4 separate regions of the Mus musculus genome follow, and regions 2, 3 and 4 are each linked to region 1. Evidence: chromatin contacts called from public Hi-C data. All regions are on one chromosome and are shown on one strand. The core of a region is the stretch at or near the end of the contact, and the rest is flanking DNA. Distances in the headings are between cores, read along the strand shown. Region 1 has its middle 88 kb from the start of Gm36722. Region 2 has its middle 21 kb from the start of Gm36234. Region 3 has its middle 6.1 kb from the start of Gm38991. Region 4 has its middle 8.8 kb from the start of Gm30483.

Region 1 (3,559 bases), core at 487-2,986:
CTTTCTTCATAAATATGACAACCAGCAGAAGGGCGAGATGTACATTATGGGGCCCCTTCTGCAGGCCAGTGCAGAATGCAGCGTACATTAGAATACACAGTCCTTCTTGATTTTGCTGGGGGGAGTGTGGTGCTTGCCTGAGAAGTACAGTAATAGGACAGAATTTCTAACGTTGAGGACTGGTCCCTTCTCAGGGAAGCCCAGAGTCGTCTGATATAAGAAGAACGTAGCTAAGTGAATGGATCTTTTTCTTTTTCCTTTTTGTTTTTGTTTTTGTATTTGTTTTTGTTCTTGAAGCAGAGATCTTGGATGTAGATGTGTTGGGATAATCCATTTATTTGCTTAATCTTTTTCACCCATCTTTCTTCTATACTTGCTGTACACTAAGCACAACAACACAGACTTCCTTTCAGAGGCAGGTAGGATATAAAAAGACACCCACTTTTCCCTGGAGGACCTTTCAGGATGGATCCTTGGCCCAAGGAAAAGAAAAGCAACCTGGAAACTCACATCCTGTCCTTTCTGCCTCAGTCACCCCATTGATACCCCGGCAAGCTCTGTTGTGCCTGTTGCTTGCCAGTCCCGGTGCCCCCTAGGCAGCTGGTTTAGGGACATCAGCAAAGTGTACCCCTGCCAGCTATCACTTGGCGGGGTCGGAGTGCTTCCTGTGCCCATCACTCCATGTGTGTGACCCAGCAGGGAGTGTCTTTGGAACTCAGCATCAAGAAGGAATGTTAAAATCCCCTGCATTTCCTGGGGGGGGGAGAGAGAGAGAGAGAGAGAGAGAGAGAGAGAGAGAGAGAGAGAGAGAGAGAGAGAGAGAGAGAGAGAGAAGGAAGTACTGAGAGGCAGCCTCACGGGTGGCCTGGGAGGGCCACGGCTGTCTCTCCCAGGAAAGAAATAAAGAAGAAGTCCAAATTAGTCATGTTGTATTACTTCTTTTTATGGCAATGCTCTCAAAGTCTGCAAATGTCAGCATGTTAATTTACTGTCACTCAGTGATATTATTCCATCCTCTCAGAAATGTGTTTCCTGCATTTTCAGTGGCTCACTCCAAGTGTTCCCCATCTCAAAGTTTCTATAGATAGTGTGACTACTTTCGCTCTGACCGTTGCCAAAATGTAGCAATTCATCATTGACTGCGGCCACATATATGTTCTAAGTGGAGCTGGGGACTCAGATTTCCTGCTTACAAAGGACTGGGGGTTGGGGGAGAAGGCTGGGTGGGTCTTCCCTTCACTCTCCTCTATCACATCTTGTCCTCCTGGCCTGCGCCGTGGTTCCTCCCGAGGAACATGCAGAGATACATTTTAATAGAGGAGATTTCAGCCAATCCGTCATGGCTGCCTTTGTATATGAACTCTGAGCCCTCCCTGTCTCCCGACCCAGCCCACCCCCCAGCTCCCTGCTTCTCCTATGGTGGCAAACTTATTTCAAAAATTCTGATGAGACACTTTGTAAATTTTGTTATTCTGTGATGATAATAAATCATTATAGCCTTAAACACTTCTCGAGCTTGGAGCCTCAGTCACAAATTATCTTGTCATTCTGACCAAAACATTCTCCAAAAAAGCTTGACAAGTGCTAAAACCCAGAACACGAAACCATGTGTTGTTGTGAAAGCAAGATTCAGAAATGTCAATTAATTAGATTAAGAGGCTACTTTTAGCTTCACTCGTGTTGCCAAATAACCCTTAAAATATGCATAGAAGTGGAAACTACCTCCGTGTACAGCACTTCTGTGCCGAAAAGAAGACAATGGGTTGGCCTAATGGACGGAGTTATTGTATCTGTCAGTCAGCATGGGTGGATGATCTAGAAGCCTTGCCTCTTCCACGATGTAGCTTTACGAGCTGGGTAAATGCTGCCGTTTATGAATTCAAATAGTTTCCACCACCCTCTCTACTTTACTCCTTAGAAATCATGTACTTATCAAATATTCTAGTCAAGCCGTTTTCGGATGTCTCTTCTAGTAAGATAGGTTTTTAATGTATTTCTCTCTCGTTTTTTTTTTTAATTTTACATTTGCATTTTTAAGTTCACTTTGTAAAAAAAAAAAAAATTACCGTGGAGAAATTATTTAAGTGTTTTTTTATTCCTGTTTCTTGAAAAATCTTATCTTTAAATAATCTATATCCTCAATTTTATTTATGCCATAAACCGTTCCTATATTTTAATGGTCTGTTTGCTTTAAAAGGGGTTGTTGGTTTTAATAGCTCAGTTACTATCTTTGTAAACTAAACTCCTTCTGACGAAACTCAAGCAGATCATCTCTGCCTGCGTGTGGAAGGCACATTCCAACCCCCGAAAAGGAAACTTAAGCCAAATAAATGTTCGGCACAAATTAAAATACATAAAATGAATAGTTAACTTGGACAAGACCTGACGGACGGAGCAGTTGGGCTGCGGACATGTGGGTGTTGGGAGAGCTGGCTGCCAGGCAGGGCTTCCAGAAAGAAGAATCCAAATTAAATTAATATCCTGTGACCTCCTTTGCCCATTTCTCTGGACACACTGATTTCGGGGCTGGTAGGACGCCTTGGGTGGGCAGAGCTGGACAGCCCGGGTAGCGCTGGAAGGTGCTGTGAAGTTCCAGAAGAATCGAGAACTCTGGCACCTGCACACCTCAACACTGGGTCCTCTGTTGCCCTCTTGGCAGGGCCAGGATGGACGCTCACCTCCGGATTCTTGTGACGACTGTAGCCACCTTAACTCTGTTATAATCCATGCTGAGTCTGGGGAAGTCTACAAGTTACTGTATCTGCTTACAGATGGAAACGAAGGGGGCGTCATGTGTGAAATGGGTAAGTGGTCATACATGGGAGATGACATACTGGAGGGTCTGGAGAAGCCCACCCATTTGCTGTTCCCACCCTCAATCCTGACTTCCCATCGCTACCTGCAGCAGTGACCATGAGAAACATACAAAGCATAGCCCAGTCTTCTTTTCCAGCCTGACACACTGTGCCTTCTTCACTGGTCAGGGCAAAATGTGTAGCACTTTGCTGAGTGTTGCATTTCCTGTGGGAGGGACTTCCGGCACAGAGCCATTTCTAACATGAAACCCTTTTGTGAGACCAAGAGACTAGCAGCGTTGGCATCTCTAGCCAGCTTCCAGGTTCCTGTGTCTCCCAGTTCTTGTGGCTCCTCCACTTGATGTATTCCCCACCCCTCTCAGCTAGTCTCCCTGTTTCTAGCCAGCAATGAGGCAATTAATGAGCTGTACAAAAGCCCTAAGTTATCTCTGGAACTAGATGGGTAATAAACACATAAATAAGTAAATAATTAAATAACTAAATAAAATAAAATGGATGAGCAAGGCATGTAGGCCCTTAGTCTCCTTGGAATAAACAGTACAGGGTGAGAAGAACCCGTGAGGAGGGAGAGACAGCAGCTCCAGGCTCAGCTATGTGGCTGACAGGGAGCGTGGTCTGGGGTGAGTCACAATTCCTTTAGACCTCTCCCATTGCAACAACAAGCACACCTTGAATAAATCCAGCCACAACACTGGGGGAAACATGAGCCTGGGCTTTGTGGTGCTTAATCTTGATTCTCAGTT
Region 2 (3,559 bases), core at 469-2,968, 880 kb after region 1:
CCCTCAGCTCCTTGAGCGCCCTGGCAGAGAGGGGTTGGAAGGAAGGGGCTGGCTGGGAGGGGCAGGCAGGAGAGGCTGGCTGGGAGGAGGGCCTGGCACCATTCCTAAGCTTAATAGAAACCACTAGTCTTATGAGTAAAGGTAATAATTTGTCATAAATAATTGTTCATTACCTGAGCATTTGTTTGTCTTGAAGTTTAGCATTGTGCAATAAAGCTGTGCAATTTTGAGTAATTCGATTATAAGACTGACTGGGAAATATGGTGGATTATAATGAGCCGAGGGAGGGTCCCGGGGGCTGGAAACACTGATCAGCCAAACCACCGTCCTGGGCAAGTACTAGTGTCGCTACAGCTATGCAGGGGTCTGCGGACCCGTTTCTCTTGTTTCTGCCATTGAAGTGCTCACTGGACAAAGATCTGTTCTGGATGGATTCAGTCTCCTCGTTCCAGGAGTCCCAAGACAGGAAATTCAGGGCACTGGGCCTACATCAGAGCCTTTCCTGATGCTCCGTGCACAGCACACCTGCTGGCCCGATGGCCCCAAAGGCTCACCTGTAGGTGTCCTCGTGGGAGGGGCACTACCTCCAAGATGCCCGATGCATCTCACATCAGCTCCCACCCATGTCAAGTCACACCCTTGCAGACCCACGGAACTGAAGGAGGCAGCCTCAGACAGGAACAATGCTGAGGGCGAGCAAGAGCCTGTGTGCGTGGGTCACAGGCGAGCAAGCACAGGAATACAAAGACTCACCTCAGGTCTGAGAAAGGGAGGAGGGAAAGAAGAAGGGACCTGTAAGAAATTAAAGAGGAAAGGGGGTAGGGTTAGAGGGGCAGGGAGAAGGAAAGAGAAGAGGAAAAAAGAAAGAGGAGATGGCATGGAAATGTGGGCCTGTAGAGTAGGAAAAGGATAGAACAGAATAGTGAACCTATGGTGGTCTGCTGCAGATCTTCGACAACTTATAGCTGTCATCCCCCCAGCGCATGCGCAGCCAGAATGCCTTGTGGAGCAACACAGGTACTGGCTCCCCGCCGTGCGTTCCATAGCTGCTTCTGTGTTTTCACATCTCACCTTTCCACACTCTGGTGTTAAGGAACATGAGGCTGGCTCCTCTTTGCAGAGACCTTGAAAGCTGGAGTCAGGGGCGTGGCCTCAGCAGGAACAGACGAGTCGCTCTCGGAGAACTTCTTGCCTAGATCTGGACCTCAGACAGAGCTGGTTCCAGGTTCTCAGCACCAAGTTCTGTGAACCTGGGGCCCAAAGCCCCTGAAAATAAGACACCTCCTTATCTGCCTTCCATGGGAGAGCAATCCTGTCTCTCTGCCTGGGGCACTATTCGGGGACAGGCTGGAAGAGTAGACTTACCCACCTTGTTTCCCACTCTTCCACACAAAAAGCACACATGGACACTAAGCCCAGAGCTGCCCTTTTCCTAGAACCTCAGAGGGAGGGGCCCCTCCCACCCCATCCAGATCTTGGAGAGCTCTCTAAGGCTCCAAAGGGTCCCCAGAGCCCTGCCCCAGCAGCAGCTCATCCGAAGAAGCAATTAGGGGGATTGTCAAGAGATAAAGGCTAGCCCAGACTTCAGGTGGGACTCAGCCTGCAGCTTGGACTACCGTGCCACCCCCAAAAGATGACATGTAAAGCTCCTTCTCCTTGCAAATTCAAAGGGAGGCGAAGAGTGTGGGAAAGTCTGCTGGCCAGAGGCAAGTATTGCAAGGCCCTATGAGGACCTCTGGGGATATAAGGAGCCATCTCCACTCTCTGGGCGGCGCTGGGGCAACTGCGGGAATCATGCAGCCAGATGAAGCTCATAAATTTCCCCTATGAACAATTGTTTTCATTTCCCTCCCATGCCACTAGATATTATAAGTGGAAAGCAAAACACAAGTAAATATGTTCATTCCACTCTGTGATCGGTGATAAACGAGAGGCTGCGCCGGCTGACAAAGGTCATCAAAGCCGCCAGCCCGGAGTCTGCGAGCGGACACTGCCACCCTCCGGCCATGTGAGAAACTGCATCCGCTGCCGCCACCCGGACTCCACAGCCCTCCCCAGGCTGTAGGCACCTGCTGTGAGCTCCTTCCGCAGAGGTTGAGGGCTGCCATCCTGCATCACACAGGACATCCAACACATGACACATGCAAATGACAGAAAAACTATAAAGCAAGGCAAAAAAAAAAACCCTCAAATTTAAAACTAGCCACCATCCCTAATCACCTCTCTCATGAAGACAACTTACTAACATTTCAGTCTGTTTGGCTTCAGTTTTGATGAGGTAAATGGGCATAGGAAAAGAGCAAGGCTTTTTGTCTGAAGACCTGATGTTTGACCTAGTGTTCAAATTAAAGTAAATTCTGTAAACAGCTGGAAAATACCTTTTTAAGGGCTGCATAATATTTTCAATTTTAATTTCACTAGTATTACTATTGCTAGTGGCAATGCACTGTGCGTGTGTGTATGTGTGTGTGTGTGTGTGTGTGTGTGTGTGTGTGTGTGTGTGTGTGTGTGTGTGTGTGTGTGAGTGTGTGTGTGTGTGTGTGTGTGTGTGTGTGTGTGTACGATGGGAAGAGGATGTAGGTATGGAGGTCAGAGGATAATCTGTGGGAGTCAGTTTTCTCCTTCCACACTGTGGTTCCCAGGGATCAAACTCAGGTTGTCAGGTTTGGCCGGCAAGCATCCTACCAGGATAAGCCACGGGGCTGGTGGGGTGTTTTAAGTTGTAGGTGTACCAAGTTCATTCCCCCTCTTCAATTGTTTACGTCCCTGCAGCTGATACGGAGGCTAAAACCTTTTATTCAGAAACCCTTCTTCATATGACTTAAAAACTTAAAGGCAGAATTACTGAATGAAATGAAATGTGTATTGCTGGCATGCTAATGCCCTCCCATCCATCCTTTCAACTTTAATATCAACCCCAGGCAAAAATCCAGTTCAAGCTTTCTTGACATTTTGCCACATTTATACCAAGGTCCATCAGAAAAAAAAAAAAAACTGAGGAATCTCCAAGAAACATCTTTTTTGTCAAAAACAGGGGCAAGTGATTAAGACCTATTCAGTCAGATATTAAAAGACAGGAAGCTACGGAACTGAGAAATCTGAAGCCCACCCAGAAGCAGCTGGAGCCAGGTGCTGACAGTCAAACTCGGGGGTGTGTCCTCACTGTGGGAAAACGATGGCTGACAGGTAAAGATGTGAGCACAGCCTGACTAGATCAGAAAACAAAACCGGCATCTTCCTCCAGGATTCTCCTGCCTAAAACCCTGTAGGGATGAAAGATTGGGGTTCTGAAGTGGCACATGGAGGCTACGAATCAGATATGAAAGGGAAGTCCTTTCTGTAGGCAATTCCAAAGGCAAAGACTGGGGCAGAAATAGTGGTATCTGGATATAGGGGGCCCACCTATAGCTGAGTGTGGTGATGCACTTATGTATAAAACTCTCAAAGAATAAGCAAGAAAACATCACTTTGAAAAAGATAGCTAGATTTGAATTGTAAAAGTGAAAAGGCCCTTCTGTCAAAAAAAAATATATAATTTCCGAGATTGAAAGGCAAACCA
Region 3 (3,559 bases), core at 715-3,214, 720 kb after region 1:
GGCGGGAGAATGTAAATGCAAGCCAGGAACCGCGGTTGGCTTGCTTGCATTTTTTTCTTTTTTCTTTTTTCTCTTATTTCTTCTTCTTCTTTTATTTCTTTTTCAATTTCAGAATGAAAAAAATGACAGCGCCACGCAACTTGACGGAGGCTTTTGATTGAATTGACTGATTGCTCCAGCTGCACCTGCGGAAAATTGATGACAATGCTGTCTAAACCATTCATTAAGGTCTGGAACTTCGCGCAGATGAATGCGGGATTCATATATTTGCTAGACGTGTGTTGGGAATAATATGACGAAGCACTGTTTCCAAATGAACATTTCTTTAACCTAATTTTATCGAAATCATGCAACGGAATGAAAGCACGTTCATGCCTGAACTCTGTCAAAGCAACTGCAACTAGGCACTCTCTCTCTCTCTCTCTCTCTCTCTCTCTCTCTCACTCGCTCTTCTTTTTGTCTTTTCAAAACATTTAGGTGGAATCTTTTCTTTGAAATATCTCTACTGCTCTGCCTTGAATTATTTGTTATGAAAATGCTTTTATTCTATTTTATTTTAGTCATTCAAAGTGTTATTCCCCACCAAATGAAGGGAAAGTATTTGAGGCTTCTTTTCCAAGCTCCAAATTTGCTAAATTGTATACAAGTAGAAAATAGTTTTGTTTTTTTTTTTAAGAAAAAGAAAACTAATAATACCACCCTCCTCTTAGACACCTCGGGAGGAATCATTTCGCACCAACTGGCCGTGCCTTCCCTTCGTAGAGAATTAGACTGCCTGCAGGCTTGGAAGGGAAATGAAATCCTTTTAAAATATTGACTGTTCTGGTCAAAACGGTGTGAATGGTATCTATACACCTTTTATGTAAGAGCCCCGACTCACTCTTGATTTTAATGTATCAAAGCACAATCAATATTGAATGAAGCTTTCGCTGCATGTCCAGAATAAAGGGGGGTAGGGGTGGCTGTAGAGAAAGGTGGCTGAGACGGAGATAAAATGTGGCTTTTATACCTGGCTTGGCTTGCTACAACTGAGAAGACGCTGTGTTTGAATCTATCTTCCAAGCAGCTAGCCTGCTGGAGGTGTGAATTGTTAGGGAGGAGTTTAAAAAAGAGAGAGAGAGAACCTTATTCTTAAGAACCAAAAATGCTGTACAAATAGATGTTACTTCTCCAACAAGGGCTCTATGCCTAGAACTTGCCTCCTTTCCCCCCCAAAAAAAAACCCTCAAAATGAATATTTATTAACTTAAGAACCTGGCGCAGGTCTGTCCACAGATCCCGATCTGCCAAAGCGCTTCTAGCTCTCTTCCCTGGCATTTAAGAAAAAAAAAAATCTATTTTTATCCATCCTCTTGCGTTTAGGTTTTCTACCAGGAAGGTAATTTCTGATGAGGCAACTTGGATTTTTCCCCCCTTGTTTTATTCCTAAAGAAACTCTGCCAGTTCTTAAGGCAATTGCATTCACCCCAAACCTGGATGGAGAGAAACTGCAGGTGTGTGCACAAGAATAACAAGCCTGGCGTTCGCCAGGCCCCTCTTGCTGCTCTCTCGGTTATGTGCAGCAGGAAGATTCACTCCAGACAGATCTGAACAAGGCTCTTTAAGGAGATTGCGGCCAGCCGTACAGACAGAAGATGACCAAGTAAATATGAGAATCCTTCCAGGCAGAACAATCTGGGGCCGCTTTTCATTGTCATGCTTCATTTGCTAGTGAGGAAAATGGGTAAACCCAGTGGTTGGAGCTCAGAGCAGTAAGCAAACATTCTAGCATTTCCAAAAATGCCCTAACTCTCTGGCATGTCTTGAAAAAAAAAAAAAAAAAAAAAAACCTCAAGCCCCAACTCAGCCCTAGCATTTTAGAATACAACGTTTGCTTTGAAATCGGGGCCACATGTTAGGAACCAGGCCCCAGTTTGAGCTGTGGTCATTGTTATTGTTTGTCTATTATACACTGTGCATGGGACCCAGGAATTTGGGAGTGCTCTCTAAGCAAGCACTCTATCCCTGGCCTAGTCTGCAGCCCTAAAGCAAGTACCTGGTTTGTTTTAGAAGGCTCGTAAAAGCACTGATGTCAAATAACCTCTGACAGAGTAATGAGTAGCCTCTCCCTTAAGAGATGCCAGAACTTTGTCAGAGTATCTGTGTAAGCGAGTGTGGGAGAGGCAGTTGGGGTAAGATGTAAATAAAAATACATTTCCGTTAATACGGGACAAGAAAATCCAGGAGCTCTAAATGACACTGGCTGCAGAGTAACTTAGGTATCAGACCTTGAGGTGTTGGGGAACAAATGTTCGTACGGGAAGCAGAAGACAAAGCAGAGATGGTGTAGACCTGAGCTTCCAATGACATGCCCGGTCTATCTTGTGCCTGGCTCTCCCAGCTTTAGTCTCATCTCCTAGAGGCTCTGATGGGATTCAGGGGGAACACAGGGAGGGTGGCCCAAGTGTACCCCACCTCCAACTGGCCTACAATGTGCACACCAGCCTCACCTGTGTAATTATCTAAAGCCATGGTCCTTAGCAGAGAGAGAAAGAGAGAGAGAGAGAGAGAGAGAGAGAGAGAGAGAGAGAGCCTCCACCTTTCTCTTGATAGTAAGAGGGACTTCACTAAGAATCACATCACCCCATCCTGCACAGCCGTCATTTCCTCTGTTGGATTCTGAGTTCTCAGCTCTGTTCTTGGGGTACCTTTACAGCCCTAAGCCTGCCACCCAAAGCTTCTCATTCAGAGAATCTTTTCATTACCTGGTCCTGTTCATCCCCCAGGGGGGCATCAAAGCTGACCTCCTCCAAACCTTCTGTGGTCTGAATGAAGACCCTTTCACGGATTCTGCTCTAAGACAGCCTTTGTCCCCACCAATGCTCTCAATGCCCAATTAGTATTTATTTCCCCTTAAGCGCAATGAACAGACTCTGGGACTGTCATATGGATTCCAGCAGCAGTCGGGACAGCTTGGATTAGATGCTCTTCTGAAGCCACTCACACGCCACCAAACGCTTGCCAGCTGTGGCCTTCACAACAGTCCCTTCAAGTTCAGGGCACCACACGGTTCAGTCCCAGCTAAAAACCCAAGTTCAGGTACCGTGTGCTCCGGTAAGGCTGCCTCACGGTGGGTGTAGAAAGAGTAGTGTGTGCATCCCATCTCAGGTTCACCATACACAGACAGTACTCAGCCACAGGGGAGGAAATGGCTGAGAAGTGGCAAGGTCAAGGCTAGGATCTGGGCTTCCTGGATCTGCTACATCTCCTCCTCCAACTCCAGCTGTTCCTCAAGCTACCCAGTAGATATGGTACATTTTGACAGCTATGATGTTTGCAGCCCCCAACCCCTACCCCCCCACACCCCACATGTGTGAGAAAGACAAGACCACTTTGCCTTGAATAGATCAGAGCATTTAATCTATATCAGTGACTGGGTATAAACCAGAAGTACAAAGGGGAAAGTTATAGTACCCCAGAGAAGGGAGAGACAGCAAACAGGACCTCTGAGCTGGATGCCAGTGTTGGGATAGCCTTGCAAGAACCAGCTATACCTTTAGACTCTTTAACAGCCTTTCTT
Region 4 (3,559 bases), core at 293-2,792, 550 kb before region 1:
TGATCAGGAGACCTGCTCCCCCCGCCCCCCCCCCCGCCCCCGCCCCAAGCTCACAACCACACGCAGGAGACAGACTGCATCTGGGCCCCTTGTCCCAAGCAGCTGCAGCTGGGGGGAGCCACGCCTGCTGGGGTCCCAGGCCAAATGTAACCGGGAAGATGCAGATAATAAAAATCTACTTGTCACGGAGACATTCCTCAACTGTTAGCAATCAATTTGGGGGGCGAGCACAAGGGGGTGGGAAATACCGAAGGACATCAAAGAGGGTCTCACTCGCAGCTCTGCTCTGTCTCAAGGCTCTGTAATTTGGGAAGGTTCTGTGCTAAGTAATTTGTGAGCCTCCAAACACACAGGTTATTGTTTGTGGACAGATGGCACGTTGCGTTTTATCGCTTTTCCTTCTGTGGGTCCTCATACGCAGGACTAATGTGCATTCGGAAGTCTTTGTCTCCTGGCTAAAAATCTCTAATCTAAAACAGGCAATCAAGTACAGAGGCAGAGGTTTGGAGGCATAATCAGAGTTTTAAAAGCAAAGAAGAGGAGGAGGGGGGGGGGAGGCGGGAACCAAACTGCAGTCAGCACACAGATGTGTGTGTGTAGAAGCCGAGAGATGATCGGTGTGTTAAAAGTGGACAAAATTACCAGGGTTCTGAAACGCAGAAGCTGGGAGAGAGTACCCCGTCTTAGCCTTGGCCGGCACCTGGGCACCGTCTGGCATCACCGGAGTGTGGCCTCGGCTGACTTGCCCTCCAGAATCCGGGGGTCTTTGTTTCTATGTGCAGTGTGGTCATAGCCGTGGTGGGGCCTGGGAGGGCCCCTTTCTAGAAGCTTCAGCCACCCTCCCAGTTAAATCAATGTTGGTACCCAGGAAGGAACTGCGCCAGAGGAAGAAGTGCACTCCTCTTTTCTTCCTATGGAATTTTTCCCCCTTTTTTTATTCTGAAGATAGAATCACTGTTTGTAAGCATCTGAAAGTCATTAGAAGCTCCGCAGTCTGTCAGGTGTCGACGCAAGAAACTGCTGGAATCAAACGGGTGCCTGCACCCAGGGCTGGGGATTTGTCATGTGCTGATGAGGAGTTATAATAATATATGAGCAAATCACAAGCATTCTGCAAATTAATCAAATTCTTTTCCCCCCTTCTCCCTTGTCTCGGGGAGAGTGGCTTTGCAGGCAGACGTAGGTGAAGCAGCTCCCGCTCACAGATGGTCTCTCTGGCATCAGATGGAATTTATGTAACAGTAATTCTGAGTTCCTGCCAAAGTAGCAGTGAGCACACCAGGGAAGATTGTAGAAGGCGAGTCATGTGGCTCTGCTGAGGTTGTTGTGGGAAGTTTAAGGGGGGAAATCTCGAATTTTCTTTTACTGTTTTTGCCTGAAGGGCCAGAAACGGAACGCCATTCTGCCATGGGCGAAATCCGTCACATCTCTCCTTGCCGCCTGCACTGAAACGAGCGCTTCGCAGCTGTTACAACTGCTGGCGGGTGACAGAGCCCCAGACCCGATCCTCGCCCTCCCAGCTCCTTACAAGATTGAAAGGGGAATGGGTTCACAAGGTGGGCGCAGCTACACGCTAAAAGAGGCCGGCCTCTCTCGCCTACGCGCGCGCGCGCCCCTCCCCTTCGGCTTCCCCTGGCATTGAAAAAGACCTACCAGGGCTTTTTCTTTTCAAGTGTTTTATTAAATGAAGAGTCTAACAACCCTCACTTTAATTACACACGGGCTTCGTTTATAATTCCCCTGGATTTATTCAAGTAGTTGAAAACGACGGTGCTGGTGATTAAACCGATCCTGTTAGTTTAGCAGGGTGTTGGTGTGTGATGTGTGTGTCACAGGGTGCTTGTGTGTACCTGCGTGTGGGTGCTTGTTCTGCGGCCTCCCTGTGCTAATGACGCCCTTATCCTGCCTTTACAACTGCCCCTTTGGGAAATGTCATCTTGTATGGGACAAAAGGACATAGGAGCTGACTCTCTGGATCCCCTGCGTTGAGGGACCCTTTCACGCTATAGGGAGATTTTTTTTTTCCTTATGCAGAGGGAAAAATCATAGCAAGATGGCGTGGAGGAGGCTGCATTATGCAATGGAAGTCCTAGTGCTGTGGCTTTGGGTCCCTCCCGTCCCTCCCACCCCCACCCTGCCATCCTAATGTAAAGCCCTGCCCATTTGTTTTGGTTTACGTGACTACAGAGAAATAAGTGGATTAGAGAGAAACTTTTGCATGCTTCATTGCAGCTGGATGCCGACATCTGTCATTCCTCAGCCATCTTCTGGATCATGCCAGCAAGGGAGAGCAAAGTCTGACACCTTTGATTTTTAGAAAGAGCCTTTTATTAGGGGGAAGAAAAGAGAAGAAAGGAATTGTGTTTCTTTTGTGACTCCATGAGAGAGGGGTGGGGTGGGGAGATAGCTACCTTTCTGAGGGCACCATTCATTCATTCATTCATTCATTCATTCATTCATTCATTCATTCATTCACTCACTCACTCACTCATTCATAGGCGTGCCACAGTAGCAGCCAGCAGTCTGAAAGTTTATGTTTCTGTCTTTTTTCTACACCATTTTCCATTGTTCCAGAACTAGTTGCAGGGAAGGGAGCACGCTAGGAAAATGCAGATTTCAAAATATCATGTCCATACATCTCCCGTGGATGAAGGCCCCGGGGGTGAGTAACCAGCAGGCATGGATTCCTTTAAGGAATGGGGTGTCTATAATTCTCTATCACACATTCTCTGACCTCAGGACCTAGAATGGCACTGCAGCTGGCAGAAGGTGACCCCAGTTTTTAGAGAGGTGCCATCTACAGGGTTCCCCCAACACACACCCTACAGAAATCGTGCTAGTTTTGATGAGTGCTGTGTGTAAGTTGTGGATTATCACAGGTAATCTTGGAGAACAACTTCTGGTAGACTGCCTCCTTATTCACTGTATTAGAGCTGTCCCTCCCTCTGACCACTGTGTCTTTTGAATGGGATGCAGTGCACACCCTTGGCACAAGCCTCGTTACCATATTGGTCCCCCCTCCGGCACTTAAACTCTACCGCAAACCAGAAACTAGAAGGAAGAGCTGATGTGTTCATTTTCAGAGACACAATGGAAAACAGGAAGCCAGGGAACAGGCCACGACCACCCACTTGCTTGTTTCCCTGGGTGTGTACAGGAATGAGGTCCATCTGGTGCTGAGAAGGATGTAAAACCCTCACCCCTCCCTCCCACCCACTCACTGCAAGGTAAGGCTGGGCTTGTACACAGGACCTTGTGAAGCTGAGCTAAAACCATGATGCTGGCAGCGCCTGCATGGGCACACATAGTGCATTCCAGGGGTGGCTTGGGGGCGGGGTGGGGGCGCTATCTGCTGCCTCCTGGAAGATCTTGCCAGACCTTCTGACTTCTCTAGGGGAACTGGAAAACCATATTTTAGTATGAAATCTTTTGTTTGTTTGTTTTTTTGGCTGTGTGTGTGTGTGTGTGTGTGTGTGTGGTGTCACCCATTAAGAGAGGCAGCCTTGAAGAAGAGGGGAAGAAGGAAGCTGTCCAGGATCATGGGGAGGAGCAGAGAGGA

What was found. A called contact is a pair of places that touch in the nucleus more often than the background predicts.
Region 2: a Hi-C map of uterus shows a contact between it and region 1, with 6 times the contacts expected there. The contact joins two enhancer-like sites. A contact is called at or near these places in 4 of 484 Hi-C or Micro-C datasets (cortical neurons and uterus).
Region 3: a Hi-C map of uterus shows a contact between it and region 1, with 4 times the contacts expected there. The contact joins two enhancer-like sites. A contact is called at or near these places in 2 of 484 Hi-C or Micro-C datasets (both in uterus) and 1 of 115 datasets of contacts at active chromatin or transcription factors (fibro-adipogenic progenitors).
Region 4: a Hi-C map of uterus shows a contact between it and region 1, with 3 times the contacts expected there. The contact joins two enhancer-like sites. A contact is called at or near these places in 7 of 484 Hi-C or Micro-C datasets (cortical neurons, muscle stem cells and uterus) and 5 of 115 datasets of contacts at active chromatin or transcription factors (differentiating embryonic stem cells, embryonic basal ganglia, embryonic forebrain and 2 more).

What each region holds. Positions count from the first base shown.
Region 1 is chr7:36,784,573-36,788,131 of GRCm38.p6, reverse strand. No RefSeq gene overlaps it. Among named protein-coding and RNA genes, the nearest start is that of Gm36722, 88 kb to the right of the region's middle. Within about 2 kb of position 1,736, at least 2 of the 459 cell types and tissues checked have an H3K27ac peak or open chromatin away from gene starts, as enhancers often do. A contact at or near this core is called in uterus, where this site is marked.
Region 2 is chr7:35,900,485-35,904,043 of GRCm38.p6, reverse strand. No RefSeq gene overlaps it. Among named protein-coding and RNA genes, the nearest start is that of Gm36234, 21 kb to the left of the region's middle. Within about 2 kb of position 1,718, at least 22 of the 459 cell types and tissues checked have an H3K27ac peak or open chromatin away from gene starts, as enhancers often do. A contact at or near this core is called in uterus, where this site is marked.
Region 3 is chr7:36,068,401-36,071,959 of GRCm38.p6, reverse strand. No RefSeq gene overlaps it. Among named protein-coding and RNA genes, the nearest start is that of Gm38991, 6.1 kb to the left of the region's middle. Within about 2 kb of position 1,964, at least 2 of the 459 cell types and tissues checked have an H3K27ac peak or open chromatin away from gene starts, as enhancers often do. A contact at or near this core is called in uterus, where this site is marked.
Region 4 is chr7:37,335,019-37,338,577 of GRCm38.p6, reverse strand. It overlaps a transcript of Zfp536 not described here. Among named protein-coding and RNA genes, the nearest start is that of Gm30483, 8.8 kb to the right of the region's middle. Within about 2 kb of position 1,542, at least 96 of the 459 cell types and tissues checked have an H3K27ac peak or open chromatin away from gene starts, as enhancers often do. A contact at or near this core is called in uterus, where this site is marked.